Linked DNA regions of Sus scrofa: regions 1 and 3 are each linked to region 2. Evidence: chromatin contacts called from public Hi-C and HiChIP or PLAC-seq data. All regions are on one chromosome and are shown on one strand. Each heading gives the region's core, a stretch centred on a gene start, on an enhancer-like site or on the middle of the called end of the contact. The rest is flanking DNA. Distances are from core to core; before and after follow the strand shown. Region 1 overlaps PTPRM (receptor-type tyrosine-protein phosphatase mu). Region 2 has its middle 29 kb from the start of LRRC30. Region 3 overlaps PTPRM (receptor-type tyrosine-protein phosphatase mu).

Region 1 (4,288 bases), core at 1,164-3,663, 770 kb after region 2:
TGGTGTAGGTCGCAGATATGGCTTGGATCTCTCGTTGCTGTGGCTGTGCTGTAGGCTGGAAGCTACAGCTCTGAGTCTACCCCTAGTCTGGGAACTTCCATATGCCACAGGTGCAGCCCTAAAAAGCAAAAAAAAAAAAAAAAAAAAAAAAAAAAAAAAAAAAAAAACTTAAATAGGTAGGTTTAATTCTGTGGATAAAGAGTTTGAGAACTGAGAAAAAGGTTAAATATTTTTTCTAAAAAATTGGCATATAGTTGACTTATATTAGTTTCAGGTGTATAGCATGGTGACTTGATATGTTTATACATTATGCACCAAAGTTATTGTGATATTATTTACCGTACTGCTGGTACTGATCATTACATCCTGTAACTTATTCTTTTTTTCTTATAGCTTACCAAATAAAATATAGTGTGCTCAGTTAAACCTAAACCTCAGATAAACAGTGAATGATTTGTTAGTATAAGTATGTCCCAGTGGTGCTTGGAACATACTTATACCAAATCGTACTAACTGTGTATATGAAACTCAGTTAATATTTTAAAATATATGCTGTCACCTTTTATTGTTGAAATAGTATTTTCATTTCTATGAAAAGTCCTAAGAGATGATGTAACGATAGGCCACAGAATATTTTTTTAAAAAAACAGTTGTTCTATTAGTGTCTTTGCAAAGTCAGATTTAGAGGAAGGTTTAAGTCGTACTCGTTAGTTTACTGGAGAGTACCTAGCACTTGGAATGAATCTGACACTGCTTGGGACGGAGGGCTGGGGACACAGAGGAGACTGCGTGCCCACAGAAGGCTCACTCAGCAGGGGACATGGTCACAGAGTGGTTGCAGTGCCTCCAGAAAACCCTTCAGGGCAGATTTGCATTAGTACTTTGAAGGCCTGGAGCAAGATGGAAAGACGAGCAAGATGACTTTTTCCTCGAAGGATGAGTAGGAGGTGTCCAGGAGACGGCAAAGGAGTGGGATTCTGGGTAGACATGAAAGCAAGAGAATGCGGCAGTCAGGGCTCTGTCATACAGGGCACGGTGTCCCACAGAGAAGCTGGGGCATCATTCCGGCTGCCGTTGGAAGAGCAGAAGGATGTTGGTAACATGCGTCTGATTCCGTACTTGGAGGGAGATCTCTTCATACAAATCGCTGAATTTTTTTTTTTTCCTTTTTACAGCCTCACCTGCGGTATATGGAAGTTCCCACACCACGTGTTGAATCAAAGCTTCAGCTGGTCGAATCAATCTATACCACCGCCACAGCAACTCAGATCTGAGCCACATCTGCAACCTTTGCTGCAACTTACAGCAACACCAGATCCTTAACCCACAGATCGAGGCCAGGGATCAAACCCATATCCTCACAGATACTACGTTGGGTCCTTAACCCACTGAGCCACAACGGGAACTCTAAACAGCTTAATTTTTAAATGCTGTTGTACAAGGCACACAGGAACTGCTTTAACAATAATAGACAACAGCCCCCCCCAAAAAAAATAAATAAAAGGAAGAGGAAAAATGTATTTACTGAAAAAGTGTAATAGAAACTGCATCCCTCTAGCCTCTTTTAAAAAGTACAGAGCAATGCTTGGCTCTGAGACTTGGCGAAGCAATGAACCACCTTGACACTGACGCCTCCCTGGGGATGAAATGCCAAGAAAGCCTCAGGTTGCCGTAGAGACCTCAGCATAACTGCCCCATCGGCCTTTCTGGCTTTTTTTCAATCCATGGACATCAGGAAACATCAGCCATTTAGACTGTAAAGTAGTTTTGAAAGAGTGAGCTTCTCTCTGTTGGCACTGTTTCAACCAATCCATCTTCATCTTTTCCAAGACAGCGATGTCTTAAAACTGGCCTGAGCCCTGGAAAGGTTCATTACCACTCAAGGAGCCAACAGAAGTGCATCCAAACCAGAGGGGAGACGGGGTGGGATAAGAGAGCAGTGCTGAGTGCAGATCTCTTATTTGATTTTATTCTAACAAGATGGTCATATGGCACCTCTCATCAGGGAAATGCAATAATTTGATTCAAAAGCAACTCAGACATGACTCACAATAAAAAAGTAAACAGGCGGAACTGAACAGAAAATGGCAAGTTGTCAGCAGAGAACGGATGGAGACTCTCGGGAGAACAACGAACCCAGTGGAAGGGCCGGTTTGCTCACGTTGCTACCAAAAGGGAGCCAGTCTCTCTCCCACATGGAGAGCCAACCCCCTGAGCAAGATCAGTGATTTACCAGGACTGAGAAAGGAGAGGGTTGTACTCAGGGAGGCGGGGTTGAGCCATCCACCCCTGCCTTTATCACCTGGAATGAAAAGGAAAATTCTCCAGCTCAGCTGCGAGCCAGGAGGCCCCGCCCTGGACCTGGCAGCATTACAGCTGCAAACTGCTCCCAGCTGCTGAGTGGGACAGAGGGCGTCCTAGCCTCACAGGCGGCCCTGCAGAGTTGGAGAGCCAATTCCTGCCCCTCTGGCGTCCCCAGAGGGCCTTCTTTAGTCCTCAGTTTTTGGACTGATCCCAAGTGTCTTTGGGATCCAAGCAGAGAAACGTTGACCTTCTGCAGGAAAATGGTTGTGTCCTTCTGAGAGGAAGTATGTTGCCCTCATTGTAAAATTAAGATCAAGGAAGGACAGCAATTTAAAACCACGTCCACCAAGTGCCTCCTGGAAAACACAGGTGGTACTATTTCATTAGCCAATAATCAATGTCGTTCGGGAGCACAAACATTTATCTTCCAGTCATGAGAGCCGAACTGTATAAAGCTAAGTAATTCCTGGCCGCTCCTCTTCAAAAAATACATGTGTGTGTACATACATACCTAAAGGTATTTAGAAAAGCGCTACCCTGACCGCACCTGCTTTTCTCCTGTGTGTTTCTCTAGGACATGAACACACGTGATTAATTTTATAATTGAGTGTGGAGATTGTTTTTGTGCTCAATTTAAACTTGAGGATTGGAGACTTTATGCTAGAATCTTCAGGCTTAAGTATAACTTAAGCGTTTTTCCAAGGAACCTGGATTTTAAAAAAACGAAAAACAAAAAAAATGTAGCTCGTTGGAGATCTTTTTAAAATATGTGGATTGTATATTTCCCCCTCTCATCTTTCCCTCTGTTTTCTAAGTAAAACAGCCAATTTTGGTAAACAGAAGCCCAGTGTTCTATTTGATGCCTTTGTCTGTATTTGACAATGTGTGGCAAGCCAAGACGGTATTGTTATTAAAATGTCTCACTTGACCTCCAAAATCAGTGAAAACTGGAAAGAGAAAACCACTCCCTGAAAACCACCTCCTCCCCACGGAGGCTGCAGTTCTCATTCCTGTTGAAAGGCTCTTAGTCAGAAAGGCCATCAGCTGGGAAGACAGGCCAGCATCCTCAGGTGAGCAGGCTGCAGCATGGGCAGGAGGGTGTCCGTGCTGGCTTCTGCCCGGTGGGGGGCTAGTGGGCAGAGAGGGAATTGCAGGTACAGGTATGTCTAGAAAAGTTCTAAGGACTGGGCCCAGCGGCCCCCTTGCTTGGTTTTGAGAACAGAGACGGGGGCGCAGGTGGAACAAGAGGTGCTTTGTGTTCTGTACCTGCTGGAACCATTGTGACCCAGCTGGGCTGTGCTTGTGCGTGGTCCACAGTGGAGGCGCCCCCTCGGCTCACCTCCAGCCCACACACTTTTCAGATGTGCTTTTCCACTCCCTTTTCATATTCTGAGGCACCAGCTGAGTCCATCAATCGCCACAATCAATGCAGGTTATTTTCTGTCCCACAGGATACAAAACAAACAAAACAAAACCATTGAAAGCCAAGGATGGGGAGTTTGGGGAGCCTTGGCGAGCGCTGCAAATACATTAAGAATCGCAACAGCTGCGCCTGCAATGGCTGCAGCAGCCAAGTGAGTTTTGACATGTTTTTTTTTTTTTCTTTTAATTATTATGGTGATGCTGAGCCAGGTCCATAAGAAAATGATAAAAATTCTAACTGGAATTTTGAGGCTGCTTCTCGCTGTTTGGGGCAAATCAAGTGAACCTGTTTATGAATACTTTGTCAGTAGATGAAAATTTCTGCAGATTTTTAAATAACGCAACAGAGACAGTTGATTTTACTACGAATACTTGGTAGATTTTTTTCTAACCTGCGAATATAAAAGTGCCTGTGTTATTCGTTGAATGCGCCGTGTCATCGTGCTTGCTTTCAAGGCCTCGTAAGTGTTAGCCGATTTTTTTTTTTAAATCCAGTCTCCTTTTGCCCCACCCCTGATAAGATCATGGACTCAGAAAACTTCAGAAAATTTGGTGAAAAACT
Region 2 (4,460 bases), core at 606-3,105:
TCGATTCCGAGCTGTAGCTGCCAGCCTACACCACAGCCGCAGCAACGCAGGATCTGAGCTGCATCTGTGACATGCACCCCAGCTCAGGGCTGATAATTATATATTGATCCAGGAATAATGGTTGAACGAATTTATGTCAATATGCTTTTTTTTTTTTTCCAAATACTAGCATGCATGATACATTTGTAAAAAAGAAACATTTTCTCAGCCATCTACACCTTCCCAATGCATTCATCTCCTAGCTAATTATGTGTCTGCTGGGATGACACTCATCCTTATGAAGAGATGAGGGACCCAGAGCAGAAGTGAGCTTGGTGGAGGGTCTGCCAACGTAGCCCATGGTCAAGATGCCACACCCATCAGCTCCATCAGGATGACCAGGGGTTTGGCCCCCCCACGTGTTCCAAATACATGTCCACACATCTGGCCCCACCTTCTTCTTTGGTTGCTGTTGCTGTTACAGTGTTTTCTCTAAATATAAATGCAACATATTTTCTTATAGAAACCGACATATTTGGGCCCATTTCCCCTCCGTCTTTTTCTAACATCTCTCCCCGAGGTTATACAGATTGTTGACTTTGTGAGCAAGGTTGTCGTTCTCACGGCCCCTGGTCACTGTCCCAGGCTGCAAGGTGGAGGGGCTGAGCTGGCAGAAGAAGGAAGAGGTTTGTGCCCCACTTCTGACCATGCAAGTCTGAGGTCACCTGTCCTGATCATGAGTACTTTTTGTGTTTCCTTCTGCCCACCTGATGTGAGAGCCATTGTCAATCCCTTTTTTTTTCTTTTCTTTTTTTTTTTTTTTTGTCTTTATAGGGGCCATTCCCGCAGCATATGGAGGTTCCCAGGCCAGGGGTTGAATTGGAGCTGTTGTTGCCCGCCTACACCACAGCGACAGCAACGCTAGATCCAAGCCACATCTTCAACCTACACCACAGCTCACGGCAACACTGGATCCTCAACCCACTGAGCAAGGCCAGGGATCGAACCCGCGACCTCAGGGTTCCTAGTTGGATTCGTTTCCGATGCGCCATAAGAGGAACTTCAACCCCCTTTTTTTTAATGTCTATTTTGCCCGTGCTAGACCTCTCCCCACCCATACACCTCCCCCCACCCCACACGTACATGCACAAGCACACACATGCATGTACCTCTCCAAACTTTTTTCAGTAAAGAACAATTTTAATTTAAAATTTTTGCTGTCTGGATTAACACATGTGAGTCTGTGTTTTCTTATTTTCTGTGATATTTGCATTTTAACCCTCACCTTGAATTTTTTTCTAAAGGAGCTCTACCTCTTATTTAGGGTTTTCAGAAACTGATCAGGAAAGGTGCTCTTCCCTGCCCCCACCATCCAGGGAGTGGGTTAACAAGTAATATTTATCATTATCATCATCAACACCACTCTAGAGTTTCAAAGCTCTTCTATAGGCACCATCCTCTCCAGGATCCTAAAATGGTATCTATTAGCTGTCAATCACTTCACCTACTCTTAAGGCTTGCAATGACTCTTGCAAAAAAAAAAAAAAAAAAAAAAAAAAATCCAAAGAACACTCCTGTTTCTAACATCCTATGGTTCACGGAGGGTGGACTCCTGTAATCTTCTTATTCTCTCTAATCCACAGCCATAACTATGTGTTTCCATGCATTAACTACTTGTTTTCAGTTTCATAGGTCAAGAGTTTTGCCCAAAGGCTTGGCATGCTTCCAATCTCGAGTTGGACATCACTTCAAAGACCCAGACGCTGGAGAACATACTTCCTTTGCAGTCATTCTGGACCTGTGTTAAGTACACCTGCTCTGAGCTAGGCCAAACGTCTTATGGGAACTAAATGACTTAGTCATCACGATTGCGTGGCTTCCAACAAGAGTTAACATGGAATGTTTTGTCTCTGGGCATGCGCTCTGAAATAGCCACGACTTGTAGGTCTAACTATGGACAGCAGGTGGCGCTCTCGTCTTAGGATTCCAGCTTCCAAGTGTGGAAAATTTCAGGTGCATTTAAAATTTTATGCACTTTTTTTTTTCCCTCTGCCAAGCCAGAAATGTACTCCATTTTCTTTAATCAGGTTCATCTGCTTCCTACTGTGTTACTTCAATTGGGTAATAGTCAACCCAGCTTCTCCCCTGGCTCTGTTCTTTCCTCGAGCTGGATATGAGGTTTGAGATTTGCCAGAGTTGGGAGTTAGTGGTAAGTGCCCATCTGGCAGACGACGGAAGTGCTGTATATACACTCAGAACTGGATGTCATTCCTCATTGTTCCAAGTGGCTTCGTACAGACACTCCCTTTGCCCTGGACGGGAGTCTGCTGCTACCCAGCGTCCAGGAAGCCCAGAGTCTGGAGCACGTAAAGGGCCTCCCGGGAAAGCTGGGTGGGATTCTGTGGCAAGCAAGGGGGTTTCTGGGAACAATTTCCAGGGCCACCCAGCTGCCTCCCAGGAGGCAACTATGTTCACCCCCACTGGCAGTGACAGCCTTTGGTTAGCTACCCAGCTTTGGTGCCCACATTCATTCCTGCAATCACTCATTTAGCAAATACAAGGCGTCCTGTATCCCAAAGCGCTAGTTGCTCCTGCATCAGTCAGGGTCCAGCCAGGAGATGAAAACCACATCAGTTATTTTAAGAGAGAGAATTTAATCTAAGGAATTGTCAACTATGCATAAACTGTTAACTAGGTAACCAGAGACAAAAGAACAGCAAGGTATCCTTCTGGGGTGGTGGTAGAGGAGCAGTTGCCTACCCCTCCTGTGGCTTGGGCGTCTGTCCTGGAAGCTTAGGGCAGTCCAGGGTCTCAGCTCTAAGGTTTAGTTCAGTGGGTGGGGATCAGTGGAGGTCTCTGAGCCTATGTGATGAGAGTGACTCTGTGAGGGTCAGAAAAACCACAAACTGGATTTGGCAGCTGTTGTGGAGAGGATGTGCCACTGTGGATGAGGAAGCATAGCCGGGAGATGCTTAGAGGGGGCAAGCCGGGATAGCGTTCCGCTTCCTCCTCCTGGTCGCTAGTTTCCTCTAGCGCCCCCACTGGCGGGTGGGAGCACAGCAGTGATGTGCAGTCGGGGGCCAGGTTGAGTCACCAACCCTTCTCAGAACTTCATTTTCTCCACCTCCCTTATTGCTCCAAGGTGACATAAACTATCACTAAATGTAGCATAACTTATTTCCTCTCTTTTTCTTGAATGTTCAAATAAAATTTTCTCGCTCTTTTTACCTCCTTCTCCTCGCCCATCATTACCTCCTCCTGTTTTCTTAGCCTGGTTTTACTTTTCACAAAAATTAGATACAAGAGCAGATAAAGTGTGTCAGAATGTCATCGTGGGCCTTTTGTTAAATATAAATGGATGTGTTGAATTGAATTAATGCACTTTGAATCAGACATAGCAACTATGCTTTCAATAGCTTTCATTATGATAGTAACATCTGTTGTCAGATCTAATACATCTGATGCATATTGTTTGAATGTTAGAATGTTGACTTATGCATTTTTTTAAAAAAATCAAGCAAAACAGAGGTGGAAGGCTTTGGGGAAGTCTGGGTCCAAAGGAAATAAAATAGAATTGAATGGAGAATTATTTTGAAGACCACTGGTCATTGCTTTTCATCCAGGAAACTCAGATATCCAGGATGATAAAGATTAATGGACAAGCACAATCAAAACTGTACAGAGGCTGGAAGCTAGGAAGGGCAAGTTGTTGGTGAAGGAAGGGCACCAAACTAAAAATAGTGAGCAGGGAAGTTGGGCTGGGCATTATCTGATGGCACTATATTTCCTTCTGTGCTTTTTTCTCCTGTTTCACAGTCCAGAAATTCAGAAACTCCATTTCCCCTTCTTGCCAGGAGTGTTCTGCATACATTTACAATCCCATCAATGAGATGCACTTGATATTTGGAAAGTGGGACTGTGACAGGAGCCATATTTTTTTTCCTCTGGAAGCCATGGCTGTGGTCTCACCAGACCTGTTATCAGTAGCTTCAGCACTGGCATTTGCCTCAGCCTCCAAAGGGTTTATCTAGGGGGCCTGCAGCAATTCTCTGTAGGTTCCTGACTCAGGGCTGTAACAGTTCTTAACTCCTTTACAGCAAACTGGAAAGTTATGGTGCTGCCCCAATTTCCCCTCCATCAGGCTTCCAGTGATTTTCTAAGCAACTGATTTCCTCTATTCAGTCCCCTCCTGATTGACCTACTAGAGTGGTCTCTACTTTCCTGAGTAAACCTCAACTGATTCAGAGGTATGAGGGGAGCCCAGTCAAGAAGGCATATTCCAAGACAAAGCCAAGTTCTCTGATGAGTTTGTCTTATTTCACTATGTTTGCCAGTTGGACAAGTTTCAAGAAGCTCAAGAGATTATATTCTTTACAATTTCTTGATGACCAAACTTAGGTTTAGACAAATCTTGATAGATTCAGAAACCTTTTGTTCCTGGCTCAGTATTAAAATATCCTCCTGGTATCTTTACTGTGCAA
Region 3 (3,872 bases), core at 1,019-3,518, 710 kb after region 2:
TGGTTGGGCCAGCTACTGACATTCCTTGCGAATGTGAAGCAGGCTCACAGTGGAGAAGGTTGCTGTGAGAACTAGATGCTCCACCCCAGGAGAGCCTCCCAAAGCAGAGGAACATTCAAGGGAACCTGATTGTACGGTCCTAATTCTGCTGGTACCGCGGGACCATTCTATAGCAGACACCTTCTAGTATGACAGCAGCTGGTCCCAGACAGTTCCAGATGGACTCACCTGGCACCATAATTAATTTGAGTGTGATGTGCATAAAATAAAGCTGTATGTACATAGGTATGTATGTATACACATAAACACGTACTTTTGTCTTCATTGATGGTATATCTAAGGTTTCATCCTTCTTAATGAAGCATTGTGCTCAGTTCAGGGGTTCACAGAAGTAGAGACACATGGATTCATTCAGTGGATACCTAAGCACCCCCTTATTCAAGGACTAAGCCAGGTGTCATGGGGACAACATGTGTCAGACTATCCTAAAGACCTCAAGAGCATTAGAGTCTAGTAGGAAATAAGCCATGTACGTAAAGAGAGCATTTGGGCTGAAAATGGTAAAACCCCAAAGAATGTCTGGCTCAGCCAGTTCGGAGGGAAAACTTGCTTTCCGCTGGAGGACTCAGGAAAACTTCAAGAAGAGATGGCAGTCATGTTGAAATGTTCACACATAAGAAATGTAAACTAGGTGGCAGTGTGTGTTGTTGGGCTAAGTACTATCATTATTAATAATCATTGCTTTCATTGTATTTCATAACATTTCCTCTAAGAGAGCACCTCACTTGCTCGCGTCATGTCAGTACCTATGCTGAAGTATAGAAACAGGTCAGGTCGGAAGCGTGCTGCTTTCCAGCAAAGGATATTGGTCCATTTACAAAAGGAAGCAAAGTAAGTGAGCCTCGGGAAGTAAACTTAAAGACCAAAGCAAAGACAGATGGGTTGGGGAGTCTCACAGCGTAAGAGTCAGTACTACATTAATTTGATGGAAGAAGTTATCAACCTAATGGTAAGAAGTATAATGCTGATGGGGTGTGGGAAAGTATTTAGCCCAGGAAAGCATTTAAAAGAGGGGAAGAAGACCTACAGAGAAAGTGCAATTTGCTGTCTCGTATTGAAATAAAAAAATGAATTGCCGCCTGAGTAAGAAAGAGAAGCTCTTATTAAAAATATCTTTGTCTGAGGATGGCCTGTTACTGCTTGAATCATAACTTCCACGGGTGCTTTCATTCAAAAGAAGCCATTAAACTCACATACGTCCTGAATGTGCCCAGTGTGTGAAAGCTTTAATTAAATCTACAAGAAGAACCTTAAAAGAACAAGAATCAAATTAATTGCAACATGGACCATGCATTTGTTTCTCTGACAGTCCCTGTGCTTTGGAGAAAAGGTAATCTGTGTGCCCTTATCTGAATTAGTAAACTCAATATCACTTTCCATTAGCAGGGACTGCCAGTGCCATGCATCTTCCCTCTGACACTGTTTACATGTTAATGCCCCTGCAAATAGAGTCTGTTCCAACTGGTTTCCTATCAGATTTCCAAGCAGTAAATCCATGAGATGGAGTAAGCCGGTCTCCTGCTCTCCCAGCTGACTTGTGTGAGTTCTTCTCCAGACTGCGCTTCCTAATTAGATGGCAGAGTAATTAAGGAAAATTCAGCATATGCAAATGGGGCAAAAGGATTTGAGGCTAATTATGGTTGTTATACCACCATCAAGAAAAAAATTTAAAAGAACAAAGTGGAGTTCCCCTTGTGGCTCTATGGTAACAAACCAGACTAGTATCCATGAAGATGCAGGTTTGATCCCTGGCCTCGCTCAGGTGGGTTAAGGATCCAGCATTGCCCTGAGCTATGTTGTATAGGTCGAAGATGCAGCTCAGATCCAGTGTTGCTGTGGCTGTGGTGTAGACCAGCAGCTGCAGCCCGGGAATTTCCATATGCCGCAGGTGCAGCCCTAAAAAAAAAAAAAAAAAAAATTGAAGAAAAAATTAATCCACCATATTATTATTCAGCTTTTCATTGAACTGCAGAAGTCTAAAATGAGGACATGATGTTTTGTGCTCAGGAAGGACTTTTACCTTGGGAGTTAATAAATACTATCCCTATGAAGAAATTAGAGATAAAAGCCATACATTTGAAATTTAAAGACTGCAAAAATCCCTCTGTTCCAAAAGCTTTAATGTATCCCTACTTGCCTTTTATTTGGGGTTTGTTTATGGAAGGTGCTGGTTTCCAATGTGCCAAGCTTACAGTGTAATCTCACTAGCAATCTATAAATACCCACTCCGCTACCAACTTTCAGCGTTCGCAACTGAGAGTTTAATCACACGGGATATAATATTCTTGTCTTAAGGTCTTCACCTATTGATACCTTAGCCCAAATGTTTAAAACCAGTGACCCGTGACGGCTTATACCCAGTGTCTAGGAAGAAGGTTGCCTTGAGCAAGGTGGCTGGCTGAGCCCCGGGGTCAGATAGGTTTCTTCGAGATAATTTTGTTGGTCGCACATAGTTTCGAGTTAAAATTGCAAAGATTTCTGTTTGGAAAACTTCCATTGTTTAGCATCAGGATTGTTTTGCAGACAGAGAATTAGATTTTCTCGCTGGAAACGGAAAGCAGATTTATTTGTGAGGCATCCGTCCCTCCTCGTGACATGTTTTCTTGTTTCTCATATCTGTGAAGCTGAAGGCTAAAGCACCAGCGTGCGTTCCTAGGACTAAAACAGGGGAAAGCAGTATTTTTAAGAGTAAAGGCTTTGCATGTTAATTAAGAGAAGCAATATTCACAAAGTATTAAAAATTAAAGATTTAGTCCATCCAGGGTCAAATTGGGAAATTTAAAAATTTATGAGCTTATATTGTGAATAATTTCCTGAGGGCAAATCCATCCAATATTTTGAGCTATTAATGAATCGGTGGTTGTATGGCAGTAAAATAGAAAGAGCACAGTCACACATAATCTAGAAGTTCTTTTTGGAAACAAGCTAACAAGGGAGCCTGTGTAATCTCTGTGCATTGCAATCTCTAAAAATAGGCCAGCTAACCATCTATCTTCACAGATTTCAGAATGACGTGCCTAGAGGCAGGGTGTTGGGTCTGGTGACTCCTGAAGTCCCTTCCACTTTTGTAATTCCTGTAATTATTCATGCAATTATCAATACAGACAACGTGGCTTTCTTTATGCCAACTTTGATTCTGTGAAAGAAAAAAATCTGGGATTTAGCGCTCCCATTATAGAACATTGCTGTCGATTATTCAGCTTAACCCCAAAGAGCTTGTCCTTTAAAGGAATAAAGGAAACCACAGTATCCATCACCACCAACAGGATGCTCATTTGTGATGTCTTTTAAGCATCTGGATGACCATCACGTGATGGGCTAAGAGAAAGGTCACAAAGATCAGCTCCAGACATACCCAGTTGTTACTCAAGAAGGATTTTGCTCTGATGAGCAAAACACCAAAGGCCAGTCAGGGAAAAAAAAGATCAAGGCCTGGAACCTCTGTAAGAGAAGTCAACTCTAGCAGTGCACCAAGGCTGCCATCAACTCTCAGGACTCCAGATCCATGGAGAATTGATTAATAATGTCCTTCACTGTGGTTCCAAAGCCTTGTTGCTAGTTCCATTTCTAATTGCTCTTGGATCAGATGGGACAGAAAAAAAATCTGTTTCTTTCCCATCTTTTCTTTTTGCCCTTTTTTTCTGTCCTTTGTACATGCCATAATTTGTTGAATATTTTTTTACTGCTTTTTATGTCTTTTCAATCAACTTCATTTTCTCTTGCCTTTCTGAGCGGATGTGGTTCCTTAGGACTCATTCAAATACTGATGGCCTTTGGCACAAGCAAAATGACTTCTAAGGGTTCTTTTTTTC

Evidence for each region. A called contact is a pair of places that touch in the nucleus more often than the background predicts. HiChIP or PLAC-seq counts read pairs in DNA pulled down with a chosen protein or histone mark.
Region 1: a Hi-C map of embryonic fibroblasts shows a contact between it and region 2, with 2.9 times the contacts expected there. The contact joins two enhancer-like sites. A contact is called at or near these places in 4 of 47 Hi-C or Micro-C datasets (embryonic fibroblasts, epiblast stem cells, fetal heart ventricle and 1 more).
Region 3: a contact with region 2 is called in an H3K27ac HiChIP or PLAC-seq map of skeletal muscle, with 12 times the contacts expected there. The contact joins two enhancer-like sites. A contact is called at or near these places in 1 of 47 Hi-C or Micro-C datasets (embryonic fibroblasts) and 1 of 2 datasets of contacts at active chromatin or transcription factors (skeletal muscle).

Annotation. Positions count from the first base shown.
Region 1 is chr6:99,487,911-99,492,198 of Sscrofa11.1, reverse strand. All of the region lies in intron 21 of PTPRM (receptor-type tyrosine-protein phosphatase mu), which reads left to right. Among named protein-coding and RNA genes, the nearest start is that of RAB12, 250 kb to the right of the region's middle. Within about 2 kb of position 2,413, at least 18 of the 83 cell types and tissues checked have an H3K27ac peak or open chromatin away from gene starts, as enhancers often do.
Region 2 is chr6:100,261,291-100,265,750 of Sscrofa11.1, reverse strand. No RefSeq gene overlaps it. Among named protein-coding and RNA genes, the nearest start is that of LRRC30, 29 kb to the left of the region's middle. Within about 2 kb of position 1,855, at least 22 of the 83 cell types and tissues checked have an H3K27ac peak or open chromatin away from gene starts, as enhancers often do. A contact at or near this core is called in skeletal muscle, where this site is marked.
Region 3 is chr6:99,552,312-99,556,183 of Sscrofa11.1, reverse strand. The region is part of intron 15 of PTPRM (receptor-type tyrosine-protein phosphatase mu); the gene reads left to right. Among named protein-coding and RNA genes, the nearest start is that of RAB12, 310 kb to the right of the region's middle. Within about 2 kb of position 2,268, at least 5 of the 83 cell types and tissues checked have an H3K27ac peak or open chromatin away from gene starts, as enhancers often do. A contact at or near this core is called in skeletal muscle, where this site is marked.